Linked DNA regions of Mus musculus: regions 1, 3, 4 and 5 are each linked to region 2. Evidence: chromatin contacts called from public promoter capture Hi-C data. All regions are on one chromosome and are shown on one strand. Each heading gives the region's core, a stretch centred on a gene start, on an enhancer-like site or on the middle of the called end of the contact. The rest is flanking DNA. Distances are from core to core; before and after follow the strand shown.

The links. Promoter capture Hi-C pulls out the DNA fragments that hold promoters and counts their contacts.
Region 1: a contact with region 2 is called in a promoter capture Hi-C map of erythroid cells, with 7 times the contacts expected there. The contact joins the promoter of Nkapd1 here to the promoter of Rexo2 in region 2. A contact is called at or near these places in 2 of 39 promoter capture datasets (erythroid cells and pre-B cells) and 1 of 115 datasets of contacts at active chromatin or transcription factors (T-cell acute lymphoblastic leukemia).
Region 3: a promoter capture Hi-C map of liver shows a contact between it and region 2, with 2.7 times the contacts expected there. The contact joins the enhancer-like site here to the promoter of Rexo2 in region 2. A contact is called at or near these places in 5 of 39 promoter capture datasets (the 3T3-L1 cell line, erythroid cells, hippocampal neurons and 2 more), 2 of 115 datasets of contacts at active chromatin or transcription factors (T-cell acute lymphoblastic leukemia and thymic regulatory T cells) and 1 of 9 other capture datasets (adipose tissue).
Region 4: a contact with region 2 is called in a promoter capture Hi-C map of liver, with 5 times the contacts expected there. The contact joins the promoter of Il18 here to the promoter of Rexo2 in region 2. A contact is called at or near these places in 4 of 39 promoter capture datasets (the C10 cell line, hippocampal neurons, liver and 1 more).
Region 5: a contact with region 2 is called in a promoter capture Hi-C map of pre-B cells, with 5 times the contacts expected there. The contact joins the promoter of Pts here to the promoter of Rexo2 in region 2. A contact is called at or near these places in 8 of 39 promoter capture datasets (the 3T3-L1 cell line, 3T3-L1-derived adipocytes, the C10 cell line and 4 more) and 1 of 115 datasets of contacts at active chromatin or transcription factors (large pre-B cells).

What each region holds. Positions count from the first base shown.
Region 1 is chr9:50,616,082-50,619,478 of GRCm38.p6, reverse strand. Nkapd1 (NKAP domain containing 1) reads left to right here and starts at 2,015. Exons shown (of 6, transcript NM_212449.2): 1 at 2,015-2,251. Pih1d2 (PIH1 domain containing 2) reads right to left here and starts at 2,158. Exons shown (of 6, transcript NM_028300.2): 1 at 1,881-2,158; 2 at 830-1,033. The coding sequence starts at 1,006.
Region 2 is chr9:48,478,491-48,482,089 of GRCm38.p6, reverse strand. It overlaps Rexo2 (RNA exonuclease 2), which reads left to right and starts at 1,479. Exons shown (of 7, transcript NM_024233.4): 1 at 1,479-1,683; 2 at 2,697-2,780. The coding sequence starts at 1,537.
Region 3 is chr9:50,592,788-50,596,426 of GRCm38.p6, reverse strand. Sdhd (succinate dehydrogenase complex, subunit D, integral membrane protein) reads left to right here. Exons shown (of 4, transcript NM_025848.3): 4 at 1-87. Among named protein-coding and RNA genes, the nearest start is that of Sdhd, 9.2 kb to the left of the region's middle. Within about 2 kb of position 1,431, at least 56 of the 459 cell types and tissues checked have an H3K27ac peak or open chromatin away from gene starts, as enhancers often do. A contact at or near this core is called in erythroid cells and liver, where this site is marked.
Region 4 is chr9:50,552,984-50,556,320 of GRCm38.p6, reverse strand. It overlaps Il18 (interleukin 18), which reads right to left and starts at 1,621. Exons shown (of 7, transcript NM_001357221.1): 1 at 1,344-1,621. It overlaps Bco2 (beta-carotene oxygenase 2), which reads left to right and starts at 1,183. Exons shown (of 12, transcript NM_133217.3): 1 at 1,183-1,300.
Region 5 is chr9:50,526,842-50,530,097 of GRCm38.p6, reverse strand. Pts (6-pyruvoyl-tetrahydropterin synthase) reads left to right here and starts at 1,442. Exons shown (of 6, transcript NM_011220.3): 1 at 1,442-1,541; 2 at 3,149-3,228. The coding sequence starts at 1,462.

The DNA.
Region 1 (3,397 bases), core at 766-3,265, 2.1 Mb before region 2:
ATTTTGCTATGCCAGGAATCAAATTCAACTCAGAGCCTCACATGCTAGGCAAGCATTCTACCACTGAGACACACTTTTTTGTTACTTGATCTCCCCAAAGCTTCTGGCTCTTCATTCTAAATCCAACTGCTGTTCTCTCCCAGAGGAACTGGACAGGAGAAGGAGCTGAAGTTAGCACTGCTCCACGTGTTCTGGACCTCACAGCACCACTTCATTATTTCACTAACAGTGAAATGGAAATGTCTCCAGGCCTGAGTCTTATTAAATCAGAACCAGGAAGCTTTTAATCCCAGCACTCAGGATGCAGAGGCAGGAGGATCTCAGAGTTCAAGGCCAGCCTGGTTTACATAGCATCAGACAGTCAGGACTACTTAAAGAGACTTGTCTCAACAAACATACATTCACTGCCTCTGGGCCAGTTTGATGGCTCAGTGGATCAGAGCACCTGGCTCCAGGCTGATGGCCTGAATTCTTTCCTCACCTCATCGAAGGCGAGAGCCTGCTCCCCAGTCATCCTCTGTCCTTGCACATGCACTCTCTTGAACCCACACACATATAAAATACATTTAAAAAACCTTAATTAATTATAGCACTATTTTCCACCTATCAGGACAATAAAGTTGCATTAGGGGATTTCTAAAATACCAAGTATGAATTTCTTATTTTTACTCCTTCAGTGAAATCTTCCATGTGGTTTCATTTTCTGTTCAGAGAGTTTTAGTAAACTTCTCTTGTGTTAAAGTAGCGCTAGAAAAGGCTACTGTATCCCCTGGCTAACCCAGAGTAGTTTTACTGAAGACCTCTCCTTCCTTGCATCAGTTCTACATACTAGGATCTTGGTCTGTATGCAGAGTTGAGGTTCTGGGTTGACACAGAGCTGTTTGCCATCTTTCAACTCCTGCTGAATGAAGTTCCGGTAGCGCTCGGGGTCATTTTCAGCCAAATCATCGAGCATATTCCAGAACTGGGAAATGTGGGTAAGAAGACCCTTTGAGGACACCGTCATGATGGTGATGAGACAGGCCTTTGGAACCTGCAGAGAGACAGGACTTGAGAAAAGGCATGTAAGGTATTTACTGCCCTGTTTCTTCTTTCAGGGAAGGAGGAAGGCTTTTGCAAGTGTGCTGCGGGTCTTAACTAAAAGATTGCACACCCATACTGCTTTATCTTGGCTTTCCTACAGTCTGTGAGTAGAACCACTTCCTAAATTCCTACGTTGTACCTGTACTTCCGTCTGGTCTTCATAAATACAGAGGGAACAGAAAGGACTTTTGTTCCAATAGTTGGATATTGGCTGACTTGGTGCCTTCCAGACCTGGAATTGTGAGGTAGGGGTGTGTGTGTGTGCGTGAAAGAAAGACGGGTAGAGAGACTGGGGTCGGGGGAGACAGATACATAGACAGACAGTATAGTAGTTAAAAGTAGGCGCACTGGAGCCAGTATGCTTACGTTCTTGCAAACTTCAGACATCTATGTTGCCTTGAGCAAGCAGTGTATATACTCAAAATAAAGATGAGGGGGCTGGAGAGATGGCTCAGCGGTTAGGAGCACTGACTGCTCTTTTAGAGGTCCTGAGTTCAAATCCCAGCAACCACATGGTAGCTCACAATTCTATAATGAGATCTGGCGCCTCTTCTGACATAGAGCTATATATGCAGAACACTGTATATAATAAATAAATGAATCTTTAAAAAAAAGATAAGGATTAAGAACACTAATATTTAAAGCTGGAACATTATGTGAGAGCAATAGTCAAAGATTCCGCCCTCCTTCAATCACCCTCCTTCTGCAAAAGAGAAAGTTCCCAATATTTTTAAAAAGAGGTTTAGAGTCTTCAAATTATATATTAAAGTTAGATTAAATCAACAACGAATACACACTTAATCCAAACGTGGGGGAAACGCGCACGTCTTCTCTCAGTTTGCCGACAAACTGCGACTCCGGTTACCATGGTAACCAGTCCCGGTACACCATCTAACTGGGTCCGGAGAGCGCAAAGTAGAGCTGTGTCTCTATATCCAGTTCCGGTTCTCTTCTCCGGGTCCGGACTGGCTCCTCCGCAGGCCGTCCCGCTTGTCTCTCGGGAGAGCGCCGCCTTCCTTCCTGCACCCGTCAGCTTCCACGGCGACCGGCGAGCCCGCTCTGTGGGAGTCTCCGGTGGGAGGGAAGCGTTTCTCCGGAGCACGACTTCCGGCCCGGAAGGAAGCCGCCACCTTTTCTCCCACCCCGCCACGCGAGGCTGCGGCGCACGGTATGGGTGTGTGTGTGTGTGTGTGTTTGTGTCGGGAGGGCGTTGCGAGGGAAGGCCGCCGAGAGCGCCGGGGCTGCGGCGGGGCAGGGAGCCCGCTGACAGACATGGGGGCGCTTTCCCCCACGTCCCCTTGGAAACCTCAAGCTCCCCCCGAGGCACTCTAGATACTTCCTGGGGCCCAACGGAAGGCCGTGCCCAAGCCCTGTGTCCCCATTCTGTCCCGGGAGTGAAAGCGAGCCGCCGGGCGCCGGCCCAGCCCAGCGAGAGCGGGGAATGCCCCGGTCCGCCCGCCCGCAGGCCGCTTTCCGCGCCTGCGCCTCCTCTGGCCTGGGTCCCCGAGAGCGAGCCGCCGGGCGGGCTCGGCTGGGGGAAGGCAGCCGTAGCCTGGGCCTCGGGTGAGGAGGGCACAGTAACCGGTGGGAAGGCTGCGTTTTCACGAAGGACTCGGGTGAAGCTGCAGAGCTGCCTTTCAGCCCTGACTCCTTGGCTTCCTGGGTCGGAGGAGATCTTGTAATGGAGTGGTTCTTCGTCTCACACTAACAGGATGCCTGATTTCCTCAGGATCGAGGGGTGAGTGAGCATCGGGACAGTGGCACCAAGCCCCTGCTAGCTACACATGTGAATATCGTTGTCTTCTGGGTTTTGGAAAGTTCCGTACAGTGTAGGAAACAAAATGTCCTGAGTAGAGATATTTAGGTCATCTAAAAACTTTTTTACAATTCAGTTTATTTTTTTACTGTTGACATACGTGGTGTTTGATGCCTTCAAATCTTCGTGTTTATATCTTTGCAAGCGAATTTTGGGGAGTTTTGAGATTTGATTTCTAGCCGGGACACTAACACACCCGTTGCCTGAGTCCATGCAGCCTGGGGGCAGGTTACGGCTTTAAGGAATTTGATTTTGAGGAGTTGGGGTAGAGTCCAAACTCGGGGATCCCCATAGGTTAAAAGGCCAACCGAAAATGTCTGGGGAATCATATTGTATCTGTATCGATCACGTACAGACCTTTCCCACTTTGGTCATTATTTTAATCTCCATCGTAACATTTACATAACATTTGCATAGTTTTAAGTATTATAATTAATCTAAATACCCTCACTCATCCTAACTGGAAGAGCATGTCTGTTGGCAGGTGGTGGCAGTAAG
Region 2 (3,599 bases), core at 230-2,729:
TGAAGAGGGCAACACAATCCCTCGGAGCTGAAGTTCAATCCCCTGCAAGAGCAGCAAGTACTCTTACTTAACCTTTGAGCCATCTCTCCAGCCTAAGGATGTTATCCTTTCAAAATGTAAAGAAGTAATACTGAGAATAAGCCCAGCGGATTCAAATTCCTATATAGCCAGGTGTGGTGTTGCACACTTTTAATCCTAGTACTTGGGAGGCAGAATTCCAGGCCAGCTTGGGTTCTGTAGTGTGTCTCTTTGTCTTAAAAAAAAAGTTTCAATGCTACAATAGAGTTCTCCTTCCTATGAGTAGGGCCACAAATGATTACAAACTTAACAGTATGTTCTACTAGGTAATGCCGTTATAATATACATACCCATTCTGCAGTAAAATTGAACATGTAATTTGACACCCGTTTCCATGATTTTTTCCGTTTCTCTGGCCAAGCTTGGCAGGTCACCGGTGGAGTAGCTGAAATCCACTTGTAGGTTGCAGCATCCTTAAAGCTTTGATTAGGCAACAATGTTTGTCTCACAAAACCAGCTCACCGGGTAGGAATAACTATGCCACCAACCACAAGCTCTGTAATTACTGGCAACACAGCTTTCAGAAAAAGACACAGAGTATGTGATTCAAGACTGAGCACGTTTGTGACAAAATTGCCCTTTGCAGAGGCGTTTGCTACTGAGCTAAAATATAAGATCTCCGCAGAGGCCCCTTCGAGCGTAGGTGATGAAAACCGTATCTATTGTGGGAGATTAAGGACCCGTCTATTAAAACCAGAGCGATCGGCAAAGGCAGAGCGCAGGACAGAGCAGGCAGAGCTATTCCAACTCTCTTTAGTGGGCTGCAAAAGGTAGAATAGTATACGATCTAACAACCGAAACACAGCCTACACGTCCTGGCATCCTAGAAAACGAGACAAGGCTTCTGCCAATAATGGGAAAGGAACATTTATGGAACACCTGATATGTGCGAAGTCATCTTTCAGAAAAGAGACCATTTAAGGACTCCTAAACGGTGATGGCGGAATTGGCCTTGTAGCTCAAAAGAGCACGTCACTCGGATTCCAAGTAAATAAGAAATATACTCAATACGCGGAAGGGAGGGGCAGGTAAAAAAAAAAAAAAAAAGAAAAACTGAGGGAGGTAGCAGTAAGGAAAAGGTAGATTTAAAACAATTCTTAAACATATAACCATATTTTTCAAAGTAAAGCCTCTTCAACTTCGCAGCTTAGAACTAATAAAAACTCAGGAATGATATCTCCTGGAAACAGACAAACTTTAGCGGTGAAATACTAGCAAGTCCCTTAACATCCGAAAACACGTGGCGGGGGAGGGGAGCAGGAGGCTGGACCAAGGACTCCTACTCCCATCAGCCCTTTCGGCAGCCGAGAGTAGCTGTGGAGGGCGAGCCGACGCCTCGCATGCCGGGGCTTGTAGTCTTCTCCCGGCACCTCCCCGTGGGTTTGCGACGTTTAGCGACTGTGGCGCCTGCGCGCGCTGGGCCGGCGGGGCTGGGGCCGTGGCGGCTCGTGCCGGGTGATGCTAGGCGTATCCCTGGGCGCCAGGCTGTTGCGGGGCGTGGGTGGCAGGCGCGGGCAGTTCGGGGCGCGAGGTGTCAGCGAAGGTAGCGCAGCCATGGCGGCAGGGGAGAGCATGGCTCAGCGAATGGTCTGGGTGGACCTGGAGGTGAGAGTGCGGCCGGGGCGAGGAGGGTGCGGGGAGGCGAGCGCAGATTCGCGCGTGGGACCGAGGGACTCCCCTGTCCCGGGAAGCAGCAGGGATCTGGGTGTCAGGTGCGACAGGTGAGCACGGCCCCAGGAGCCCCGAGTCAAGAGTTTTTGCGGGGTCTGGGACTGTCCCTGGACTGTGGGGTTTCTTTCCATCTGGGTGGAGCCGTCCATGTGTCTCCCCTCTCCCTAGCCTCGACCTCCACCCAGAAGTGAATTTGTGTTACGCGTTAGTGACTCTGAGGATCGTGGGTGAGAGTTGGGGCAGCGACTCTGAGCCCTGCTCCGTCCCCACCTCCTAGCCTTAAAAGACTAGGTTGCTTAAGCTAGGACTCAGGAGATGACTCAGCCTTACCCCTCATTCCATAAAAGAGAAAATTGAGGCCCCATTGGAAGATTCAGGTTACCCATTTTAGTTTTAACGCATTCATACCTAGGCCTCTCTTGAACTCCAGTTTTCTGCTTACGAACTGAGTTCATTTGTTAACTTTTTTTGTTGTTGTTGTTGTTGGGAAAACTTCGGAAACCATTGTAAACCTCCGAGAGGTAACGTTCGTGAGCTCACTTTTCTGTAGTCAAGTTTTCATCCTGCTTATTTTGAGTCTGTTCCCAGGACAAATGTGTTTGACAGTAGCTGGCCCGCCCGCAGGAAGTGCCTTTAGCAGTCTCTGAGCACTCAGAACTTAATACCCTGAGTACTGCCCAGACCATTACTGGTCATAGAATGTGAGCTGGGTCCACACAAAGGAATCTCTGTCAAGTAAACTTGGGCAGCACGCCTTTAATCCTAGCACTTGGGAGGCAGAGGCAGGTGGATTTCTGAGTTCGAGGCCAGCCTGGTCTACAGAGTGAGTTCCAGGACAGCCAGGGCTACACAGAGAAACCCTGTCTCAAAAAAATAAAACAAAAACAAAACAAAACAAAAGGTGGTTTCATGTGTTTGTTATATGCTTGTTTATTTATGTTTTACAGATGACAGGATTGGATATTGAGAAGGATCAGATTATTGAGATGGCCTGCCTGATAACTGACTCTGATCTTAACATTTTGGCTGAAGTAGGTGATGCCGTGTAAATACATTCATACCACTTAAAGGGCATTGGGGATCTAAAGGTGCCTTCATCTGATCTCACTGAAAAACGTAGCAGATTGAGGTCTGTGTAGATTAAGGCCCAGTGCTATATTACTAGGACAATGTAATATAATATGTTAGAGTTGGTATTGGAACCAACATAATCCACTTCATAACCGGATTAAGTTTTCAGTTGAAATTGACAGAACTCCCCCTCCCCCAAGGCTACAACAGTTCTGCAGGGTTTACACGTGTATTCTTAGTCCTCATGATGATAAGATAGGCTCTGTTAATGATGTTCATTGTCCACCGGAAGATATTGGGTTACAAGAGATTTGGGGGACTTGCTCAAGAGCATTTGGCTAGGTATTGGGGAAGCTGGTTAAACTACTCTCTAAACACAGGCAGTCTCAAGTGTTCCCACCAGTATCCAGCCAGCTGGGTCCTCATCAAGCTTGGTGTCCCCCGACAGAGTTTCCCATCTCTATGTCCTACCTTCGGCTTTAATTCCATATATAGTCCCCCTTATACCACTCCATCAGGGGTTGGTTCCAGGATTCCTCTGTAGATACCTAAATCTCATTCCCCTGTATCCTGGAAGGAGATGCAGTATTTCTCATGTACTTTGAATCACCTCTAGATTGCCTGGTGTCATTCTTGTGCTCCCAATAGAATACCTGATACGACGTTGGTGCGTGTAAGTAGTGTTTAAAGTAGTGTTTACACCATGTTGGTTAGGGAATGTTAAGGAAAAAAAAAGTATCCGTATGCGTTCCTTACAGACCAATGACGTTTCCGTCTGA
Region 3 (3,639 bases), core at 182-2,681, 2.1 Mb before region 2:
TCTTCCCACCGTGGGAGTTGTTAATGAGAAAGAAAGTGTACTCTGAAAAAACAAAATTTTTAAATAAAATATTATATAATGAAAATACATTGTACTTTTTTTTTATGTGCTAGTATTCTCTAATATTTGGGTTTTGGTTGGTGCTTACATGTTTGAAATAGACTCTTACAAGCTCATACTGATCTGAAATTCTCTGTAGGTAGACCAGGATGGCCTCAAACTTTGCAATCTTTCTGTTTCTGCCCCTCAAGTGCTGGAGTTACAGTTGTGAAACCACAAAACTCACTTGTTTTGTTCTAGTTTCAAATGGTGCCTTAGTTTGTTGCCCAGGCTAGCATCAAAATCCTGGGCTCAAGCCATCTGACTAGCCTGAGTAGTGGCCTGCCAGGCAGGCTGTAGTTTTATTCATTAAAACAGTGTTATGCCGGGCAGTGGTGGCGCATGCCTGTGATCCCAGCACTTGGGAGGCAAAGGCAGGCGGATTTCTGAGTTTGAGGCCATCCTGGGCTACAGAGTGAGTTCCAGGACAGCCAGGGCTACTTAGAGAAACACTGTCTCGAAAAAACAAAAAACAAACAAAACCCCAACAACAACAAAAAACCAGGGTTATGCCAGGTATGGTGGTAGATGCCTGTGATCCCACTCTCTGCGAGTCTGGGGGATGATTGCTGGGAGTTTGAGGCCAACGTAGACCACAGTAAGTTCCAAGCCAGCTACAGAGTGAGACCCTTACTTAACAAACCCAAAAAACAATAATTAAAAGTAAGTACATCCACAATTGGGAATTAGAACTGAGTTTAGCTTTGTGTGACTTAGCAAATGAGTAGTTCACATAGAATGCCACGGGACGAAAGGGCTCATGATGGGCAGAAACGGGCAGCTTAAGCATGAAGGTGGAGTGGTAGGGGTTAGAACTGTGCTATCATTCGGGTGAGTGCCAAGCTTTCTCAGTCTGTGTTCTGGGTGCGCTGACTGTGAGCCTTGATGAACCACACTGTACATTTCACTCCCGGAGGATGGCCTGGGCGGCAAGGCCGGGAAGGGTTTCCATGAAAGGGCAACCATTTGTATCAGTATGTCAGGCGGCATGATCAGAGCTCACGGGCTTGGAAAAGGGGCCGGAGAGATGGCTCAGTGGGTAAAGACACCTGCTGCCAAGCCTGACAGGGATTCACGTGGTGGGAAGGTGACTCCCATTGTTCCCTGATCTCTACAGCTGTGCTGTGACACACATGAACCACACGCCACTAAAAGGAAAAGCTGATATAATAAAAAAGATACAGGAGGACGAGAGGGCTCGGCAGGTGAGGTTATTTAACTGCTGAGCATGACAGCCTGAATTTGAGCCTCGGGACCCACAGGGTGGAGGTGAAATGACCCACTGTTTACCCTACAAACTGCATAAGCACATGCAATGCAAACAATACATAATAAGTAACTAATTACAGACTACCAAGGCAGAGTTCAGGTGCTGTGGTGAAAGCCTGCCAGCTCCCTGTATGGGTTTTGTGTTGTTGTTTTTTTAAGTGCTGGCTTTCTGTGGCCAGATTCAAAGTGAGCCAGCGTTGGCCTTAAGAGTCAGTGTATAGGCTACACAGTTGGTAACCAATTGGAAGGTTAAACATGACCCAAAGGCAGGAGCTTCAAAGTGACCACAGGGCTAACAGCAAACTGGCGACAGCGAGTGTAAAGTGCAGAGCTCCAAGAAGTGCGGGCTGCAGTGCTTTAGAGACTCCTTCCCCACCACAGAGCTAAAGCGTGAGATGGATTAAATGGTGACAGTGCCATAGGCACTCCAGAGTTCCAGCCACAGAGTGACTGGCCCTCAACTGACTACACAGTGAGCCAAAAAAAGAATTCTTAAGCACTTACTTTTTGTTTGTTTGTTTGTTTGAGACAGGGTTTCTCTGTGTAGCCCTGGCTGTCCTGGAACTCACTCTGTAGACCAGGCTGGCCTCGAACTCAGAAATCCACCTGCCTCTGCCTCCTGAGTGCTGGGATTAAAGGCGTGCGCCACTTATCTTGTATGTGCTCAGATGCAGGGAGGAACACACTCCTGTGAAGGTCGGAAGGCACCCTGCAGGAGTCAGCTCTTTTCACCGTGTGAGTTTTGGGGACCCAACTCAGGTCAACAGGCTCAGAATCAAGCACCTCACCCGCTGAGCCATCTCCCTGTCCCGAAGCCAGATCTTTTTTTTTTTTCTTTAAGCTTTTAAAATTGAAAATAGATTCTTCTCTCATAGACTACATCCTAACCGCAGTTTCCCCTCCCTCCCCTTCTCCTAGCTCTCCTCTAGATCCAGTCCCCCTCCATTTTCTCCCTCCAAGGGAGGCTAGCCAGACGGACAAAACACGCTACAATAAGACAAAGCAAAAATCCTAGTGGAGGCTGGGACAAGGCATTCCAATAGAAGGAAAAGAGTCTCAAGAACAGGCAAAAGTGTCAGAGATACACCCGTTCCTACTGTTAAGAGGCTCACAAAAACACCAACCTAATAGCCATAATGTGTACACAGAGGATCTGATGCAGTTATTTCTTCTATGTGTGTATGCATGCACGTGTGTGCGTGCAGAAGTGTACACACACACACACACACACACACACACACACACACACACACACACACACACACACACACACACACTAAATGCAGTGCCCATGGAGACCAGAAGAGGGCACCAGATTATCTCTGGAACTGGGGCTGCAGAAGGTTGAGTCTGGAACCAACCTGGGTCCTCTGGTACAGGAGCAAGTGCTCTTAACCACTGGGCCATCCAGCCTCCCAAGTAGTATTAGGATGGATTTTCTCCTTGGTTGGCCTGAAAGGATGGGATATTGCTTTCATGCCAGAGGCACATTGTCACTCTGGGCTGCGGAGAAGGTAATAATTACAAGGAATAAAGGCCGAGGGCACCAATTCTCTTTTTGGTGTGTTCTTCAGAGTAGATACAGTCTAAGTATAGCTTGTACTTTTACTCTACTAAGTGTGGCTTTTCTACCTCCGCTTCTATTTCCTCGGACCTCTCTCTCTCTCTCTCTCTCCCTCTCTCTCTCTCTGTCTCTTTCTCTCTCCCTTTCTCTCTCTCACTCTCATGTCCTCGAGCTCCGTTCTGCTTTAAAATAGTTTTATCTATGAGAGAAGGAACTTGAGAGAGGTATCACTGTGAGCACCAGTCAGGATGCTAAAGAGGACATGCACAGAGGAGCCTGAGTCTTGGATGACGTCACTGCACTGCCACGCCATTGCCACACCTATCTGCATCTGCGGATGCCAGTCAGCGCTTCCGCTTCCGTGCAGTCTTGTGTAATAGAGCTGCTCTTCCAGAGTAGGTGATTGTAGGAGGTTCCCCAGTGGGTCTCACCATCCGTGGACCTGGTCCTTTTGTTTACACCTCTAGCTTGAATCTATTTTCTGTCATAAGTAATAGTGTGATCAATGGCCTTGGATCTGTGTCTTTGTCTAGTGGTGAACATGGTTTTTCTTCTTTGTGTTCAACCTCTGTATTTGTGGAACTCATTCAGATTTATCTTGTTGCTGTGTATCTGTGTTTAGGGGTTAGGAGGAATATGTTTGTGCCCATGTAGAGACCAGAGGAGGATGCTGGGTCTTTTTCTTGGCTGCTCTCCACCTTATTTTT
Region 4 (3,337 bases), core at 372-2,871, 2.1 Mb before region 2:
TGACCCCAAACGGGTCATGACCCACAGGTTTGAGAAATGCTGGTCCAGAGGATCTCTTAGATGAAAAATTCCTCCTCTATTCAAATAAAGCACATTTATGATTTTATTAAAAATGGTCTATGAAATATATAACATTAGTTGGCTCCAAAAAAATCTATCTCCACTTTTTATCATATAGACAATTGGTCTTTTCTGTGTATATTTTCTAATATAAGAATAGGGCACCACAAGGAATTTGTATTTTTAAATTAGGCAGTATCTTTTTACCTGGATGCTTGTAAACTTGTAAATTTTCATTCCATCAAGTTACATGTTTGTTTGAGGCAGGACCTATGAAACCCTGGATGGCCTAGAACTCACTCTGTAGGCCAGGCTGTCCTTAAGCTCTCAGAGAATTCCAGCTGCTCTGCATAGATTGCTAGAATTAAAAGAAAAGAAAAAACAATAACAAAATAATGGGGTGCTGAATCTCATTTTTTGTTATTTTTGCTTCCAAGCAGTGTTTGTTATTTAGGTTCTCAAAGATACTTGTTAAAATAATAAAATTATGTACTGTGATATGTATTTATGGTCTCCTGTCTGTGCTTTATTGTGAGAGAATGCTTTTCATAAAACTAATGAATATCACCTTTAATTTCAGCACTCAGGAGGCAGAGGCATGTGGATCTCTGTGAGTTCGAGATCAGCCTGGTCTACAGAGTGAGCTCCTAGACAGCCAGGACTATACAGAAAGACCCTGTCTTGAAAACCCAGCTCAACGCAAACTAAACCAAAAACAACGCCCCTCCCACCCCAAACACCTAATGAATGTAAAAGAAAAGGGATGAGAGGAAAGGGAAAAGGGTGAGCTATTGCCTGCCAGTCTAAATTGAAACTTCATTCTGTCTGAATCATTTCAGAGGAGAGAAGTTGTACAATGAACCCCTGAATCTGGTTCCATGGACTTAGCGGCAGGTGGGGGCAAATTCCAATAAGGAATGGTTAAGGAGGGAGGCTATTATTGGTCCAATTTTAATGTCAAAGGTTAGAGTTGGTTAGGACACTTGCCATAGAACTGAGACTAAGTTAGTGTTTTGAGCCCCGCCTCTCCTTTTCCCTCCCCTCCAGTCCCATTTGATCTCAGAGCCAGGGACAACCCAGGCTCATTATTTACTTAATCAGGCCAGTGGCTGCAGATTCAGAAATCTCAAGACCTGAGTTAAGAACTGAGTTAAATACTATTTCTCAACTGTTTCTGCGTTTCCTCAGCAGCCTTCTTGACACCGCAGGGTTCTTCCTGTGGCAGTGTACCATCGCCCAGGTAGGGGACTCCCCTCTACCCGTTCCTTTCCTGGGCCACTTACCAGTCTGCAGTTGGACTGCTGCGCCCGGGGCCTGAGGATTATAGCAGGCTTCCAAAGCCTCTTTGTGTGATGCAGGCAGCACACCACAGGGGAGAAGTGAAAGCAAGCTTGTTTTACCAACCACAGGATTGGTGTACTCATCGTTGTGGGAACAGCCAGTGTTCAGTCAGCTAATGTGACGCACTGGGGCAGGATTCAGCCCAGAGATCTGATTTGTCCTGGATGCCTCAAAGGGTTTTTCTCTATCCTGAGTTTTCCCAGCTGAAAACCACTGCTTTGTATTCGGATGCAAATGTTTGGTTCTCCTATTTGCATTCTGGGGAACTGTCTCAAACCCTGTGGTTTTTGTTCTGTAGCTTTCTATTATAGTTACTACTTCAAGGATTTATTTTCAGTGATTGGTTAATTATAGAACTGCCAGAAATGGCAACAATATGCACAGTTAATTATAAAGTTATTTAACCATAGTAACTTATATAGTATGCTGTATTGTATGTAAGGCAGCATGCTAGGTGCTAGGAGTGGGGAGGTATAGCTAGACTTTGTATTCAAAGAATACTGCCAGGAGAGGTTGTAAAGTGCACTGGCCTTTTATCACACAGGACAGCAAGATAAGGGCCACCAGAAAGCTCTCCGAAGTTGTAGCGAGGAAATGGGAATTCGGTGCTTAAGAAGCAGGTGACCCAGAAATTGGAACTTGAAGGTTGAGTTGCATATGCAAGTTTCATCTGAAGGAGATGAGAAATATCCTAAGTGAAGAGAATAGAATGGTCATGAGACTAGGGAGCAATCCAGCTAGGCTGGAGTGAACAGCTAGGGTGGGCTGAGGGCCATACGAGGTCTTTAAGTGCCTCGCCTGCTCAGGTAGTTTCAACAATTACAAGTGATTTGTGATTGAATGGATGGAATTCACATGGAGGAATGAATGATGCAGCCAGATTTACATGTAGGAGATTTAATATTCACATTATTGCACTGGTGGAAAAGCATCTTCCCCGCTCATCCAGATAAATTAGAATCTCTAGACCTGATGAGAGCTGGAGGCAATTGTCTGAGGTCTCTAACCCTTAAGATGGTCCAGTGGCTCCAGGAACTCATCTCACTAAGTTTCTCTTTCCAGACTTCAACTGAGAGGCTGCCAAGAAAGAGTCAAGGGCCTGAGTTAGGCAGCAGGAAGTGACACATAGGAAGGAGAAGTTGAGGTACCAGGGCTGAGGAAGATGGGCTTCGGATAGGAAAAAATCTGTAGTCCCAGGAGAGAGACTGATGAAGACAGAGTTACCCGTGCAGAATTTTGAGCCTGGGGAATTTATATGTAAGCCACAGAGTCATCTTTTTTTCAAATTTCCCCTACTGGCCTGTGCCACTGGGGTCAGAAGAACTGTGCTGTAAGGAGAGTGAGCAAAATGAATTCAGTGCCCACAGAGAGACTGAAGCGAGATGTTTGCTGGTGGAAGAGCTGATTCAGAAGAGGAGATAAAGAGTTGAGAGTCGGGTCGAAGACATAACTGGAGAACTTACGAATCAAGATGAGATTACTAAGGGCCAACGTTGAAATTAAAGGGTAAAGGTCCAAGGTTATACTTTGACATTTCCTTGGTGATAAGAGGTCAGTAGAGGAGATTAACATTTGCTAAGTATCATTGCATTTCATTATGATGGGAGGTCTGAGTAGGAGTCATTAACCTCTCTTAACCCTTATTTTATTTTCGATAAAACTTGAGGTTTGGCAGGGTTAAGATGTTTGCCTAAAGTTACCAGCTAATGAAGAAGGAAGCTGACGGGAAGCAGAATAGTTAAACAGCAGCAAAGTTAAAAGAGCAGTTAAATGTTAGAATAGCTCATCTCCCAAGCCAAGAATGGAAACAGGCGTAAGCAGGTGGTGGCAGCCATATCAAGTACTCCATACAAAAAGTTTGAGGAGTATAATAGGATCAGTAACATGGAGCATAGAGCAGACAGATATGTAAATATAATCTAACATGAAGACGCCA
Region 5 (3,256 bases), core at 193-2,692, 2.0 Mb before region 2:
AGAAAGACATTTACAATTCTTCCACTACTTGGTCTTCAGTCAATATTTCCAATACACTCTCCTCCGTTTTGCATGCACCCCAAGGTAGCCAAGAATTTGTCACTGTGCATTAAGCAAGCTACGTTTCCACATTTCCTTTGCTTAAACTCTTTCCTCTTGGGATTTTCTATTTACCCATCTGTTGGACTCCTTAAAACCCATCTCAGACTAATTTGCTCTTGGAAGCTTTCTTTTACTCTCTGACACAGAAATGGTAATTTTTCACTTGACATATTATTTGTTGGACTGCCCCCATTAAACTGAATTTTCAGATAACAGGGACCATTTTGTTGTTCTGAAGTACATGTGTCTAATACTTAAAGCATCTGGGATTAAGGTCTTAACTGTGGTGGTAATGCAGGCCCTTAATCCGAGCATTTGTGAGGCAGAGGGGCAGAGGCAGGTGAGTTCCAAGCCAGTCTGGTCTACAGACCAAGTTCCAGGACAGCCAAAGATACTTGGGTAAACATTTTTTTTAATTTAGTTTTTAAAATTTAATTAATGGATGGGTGATGTGGGGGCTGCCTTGCCAAAGGTGTCCATTTGAATTATGTATAGGATTTTATCCTTTTGAGACGGACCTTGAGCTTGTCACCCTCCTGCTTCAGCCTCAGTGCTGGGATCACTGATATATGCCATCTCTGACTGACAACATTTAATAGAAGCTAACCTTCTGAGACAAATATCTAAACACAGAACCAGCAAATGTTGCACAAGAGCGGTTGGGATTACACTGGAATACCTTTCCATTTCAAAAACTCTGAAAGCCAGGAATCTAAAACCAGGAACAGCGTATTCCTTCTGAGGGCTCTGAACGGTGAATCTGTTTTCTGGCTGTCTCTGGTTTGAGGAAGTCTCTTTGTATGACATTCTCTCACTTGGATATTGAGATGTCAAAATTTTCCTTTATTTTCCACTTAAGCTAGTGTTTTACTATGTTGCCTAGAACAGATCGGGACTCCTAAAATCAATGCCCCAGCTTCAGCCTGCAGGGTAACTCTAATGACAGTGCATTGCCATCCTTAGCTGGGGTTTCTTTTTGGTTAAGGACACTTTCAATGTGGTACCGGGCTGGAGAACATCTGATAAGGGCACCCAGACATTGGATTTGTCAAACCCAGGACTGTCAAAAATGAAGCGAAAGAAGAAGACACAAACTAACCTGGCAATTTAAAAATCCAGGCCTCTGGCTTCTCACCCACCCACTGGCCCCAGGTATTTCTGACTGCCTAGCGAAGACTGAACAGCAGGGGGCGCTAGTGTTTGCCTCCAAGTCGGCCGAAGGGTGCCGCGAGTCGAAACCACTCCCAGGAGTGCTTTCGGCAGGGAGGGCCGAGTTTGCACTGCGCAGCCGCGGGGGCGGGACTGGCCTCGGTCCCGGAAGCCGGAACCGCTAGCTTGTGAGTCTTCGGTCCGAAGACCATGAGCGCGGCGGGTGACCTTCGTCGCCGCGCGCGACTGTCGCGCCTCGTGTCCTTCAGCGCGAGCCACCGGCTGCACAGGTGGGGTGTGCCCACGTGTGTCACCGCACGCGCGGGTCTTGTCCCGCTATGTCCCTGGGGGGCGTGGCCACGCGCGTGGGTTAGAGCCGAGCTGGGGCGGGCCGAAGAGGAAATGGTGAAGGTGCGGAGCTGCACTACCGGCACTCACCCGGGAGAGGGCGGTATAGCTCCGATCCCGGAGGATCCACTCTGGAGAGTTTCCCTCCAGAGGTTGCCCACATCCAGAGGTACAATGACAGGAGCATGGGCTACCGGGTGCAACCCAAGGTAGTTTTCATCCCCCTTTTACCAAAAAAGTAAAACCAGCCTTGATACTTTCCAAAGGAGCAACACAGTCGGGAATTGAATCCCAGAGAAACAAGACCGCACCTGAGAGTTGGTTTCAAAGGGAGCTTCGTTACTCACTTGAAGGTTTGCTCTTTGGATCTGCATGTCATCATCAGAGAACGGCCTTTTCTAACAACAGGGTTGTCATAGGGAACAGCTGACACTTGTCATCCCTCTACCCCCACCCCTCCGTGTGGTCAAGTTGGGTACAGTGAGAATTTTCTTCAAAAGTCTTGTGAGCTGTACTGCTCTAAGTGCGCAGTAGGAGAGAGTGAAGGGGATAAGAAAGAGTTTAAAGAATTTAAATAAAAAGTTGTGTTTGTGTGTGCTTGTGTGCTGTGTGCACAGCTTGCACGAAAGAGTCTGTGGAAGCCAAAAGAGGATTCCTTGAAACTGGAGTTACAGGCTTCTGAGCTGTCACGTGGGTGGGCTGGGACCTGAACCCTGGTCTTCTGCAGTAGCAGTAAGCACTCTTAACTGCTAAGCCATCCTTCCGGCCTCTCAAAAGGGATTTTTATAATAGGAAGCTTACACACAAGGTTAGTAAGGATGCACAGATAAGTTGACTGATACAGATTCATTAAGCTAATTGTTTTCTGTCTGGAATGACAGCCATGTGTAGTAAGTTTAAAGTTTCACCTGACTTGAGTGTCCTGGAACACATTGGTAAGGTTTCCACTAGGCAACTGCTGAGGCAGAGGAGGGCAAGATTGTGAAAAGAAGAGCCTGAGGTCATTATTTGTCAGGAGGAATGACGTTTTTAAGCCGCTGGAGGATATGTATGTCTTCGTGCTTATCACTGCTCCTTGCTTCATCTCTTATCCCATAGCTAATACTCAGGGCTTGTTGAATTGGAAGGTGGAGCCGGGATGTAGCACAGTAGGTAGAGTGCTTGACTACACAGTGCCTGCTTACATAGATCTCAGGACTTGGGAGGTGGAGGCAAGAGGGTCAGAAGTTGGAAGTCGTGCTAAGTTACCTAGTGAGTTTGAGGCCAGCCAGGGATAGAGGAGACCTCGACAGAGAGAGGGCAGGAGAGACAGTGCTGACTATGGGCAGAGTTGTTGACATCTTACTGTGGACTAAGTGGGTTGAGATGAAGGTCTTGGATGATTTATGTGGTAATCTAGTTTAATTAGAGAGTGGAGTGTTGGTTCTTGATAGAAACGGGGATCATGATATGCAAGCGATCTAACCAGTTGATCATCTACAGTGACATGAAATTGTAGAGTTTTCTGGACGTCTGAACTTCGGGCTGACCTCTATCTTTCTCCTGTCAGCCCATCTCTGAGCGATGAAGAGAACTTAAGAGTGTTTGGGAAATGCAACAATCCGAATGGCCACGGGCACAACTATAAAGGTGAGGGAGGGGCACATTCCCTCCTAGC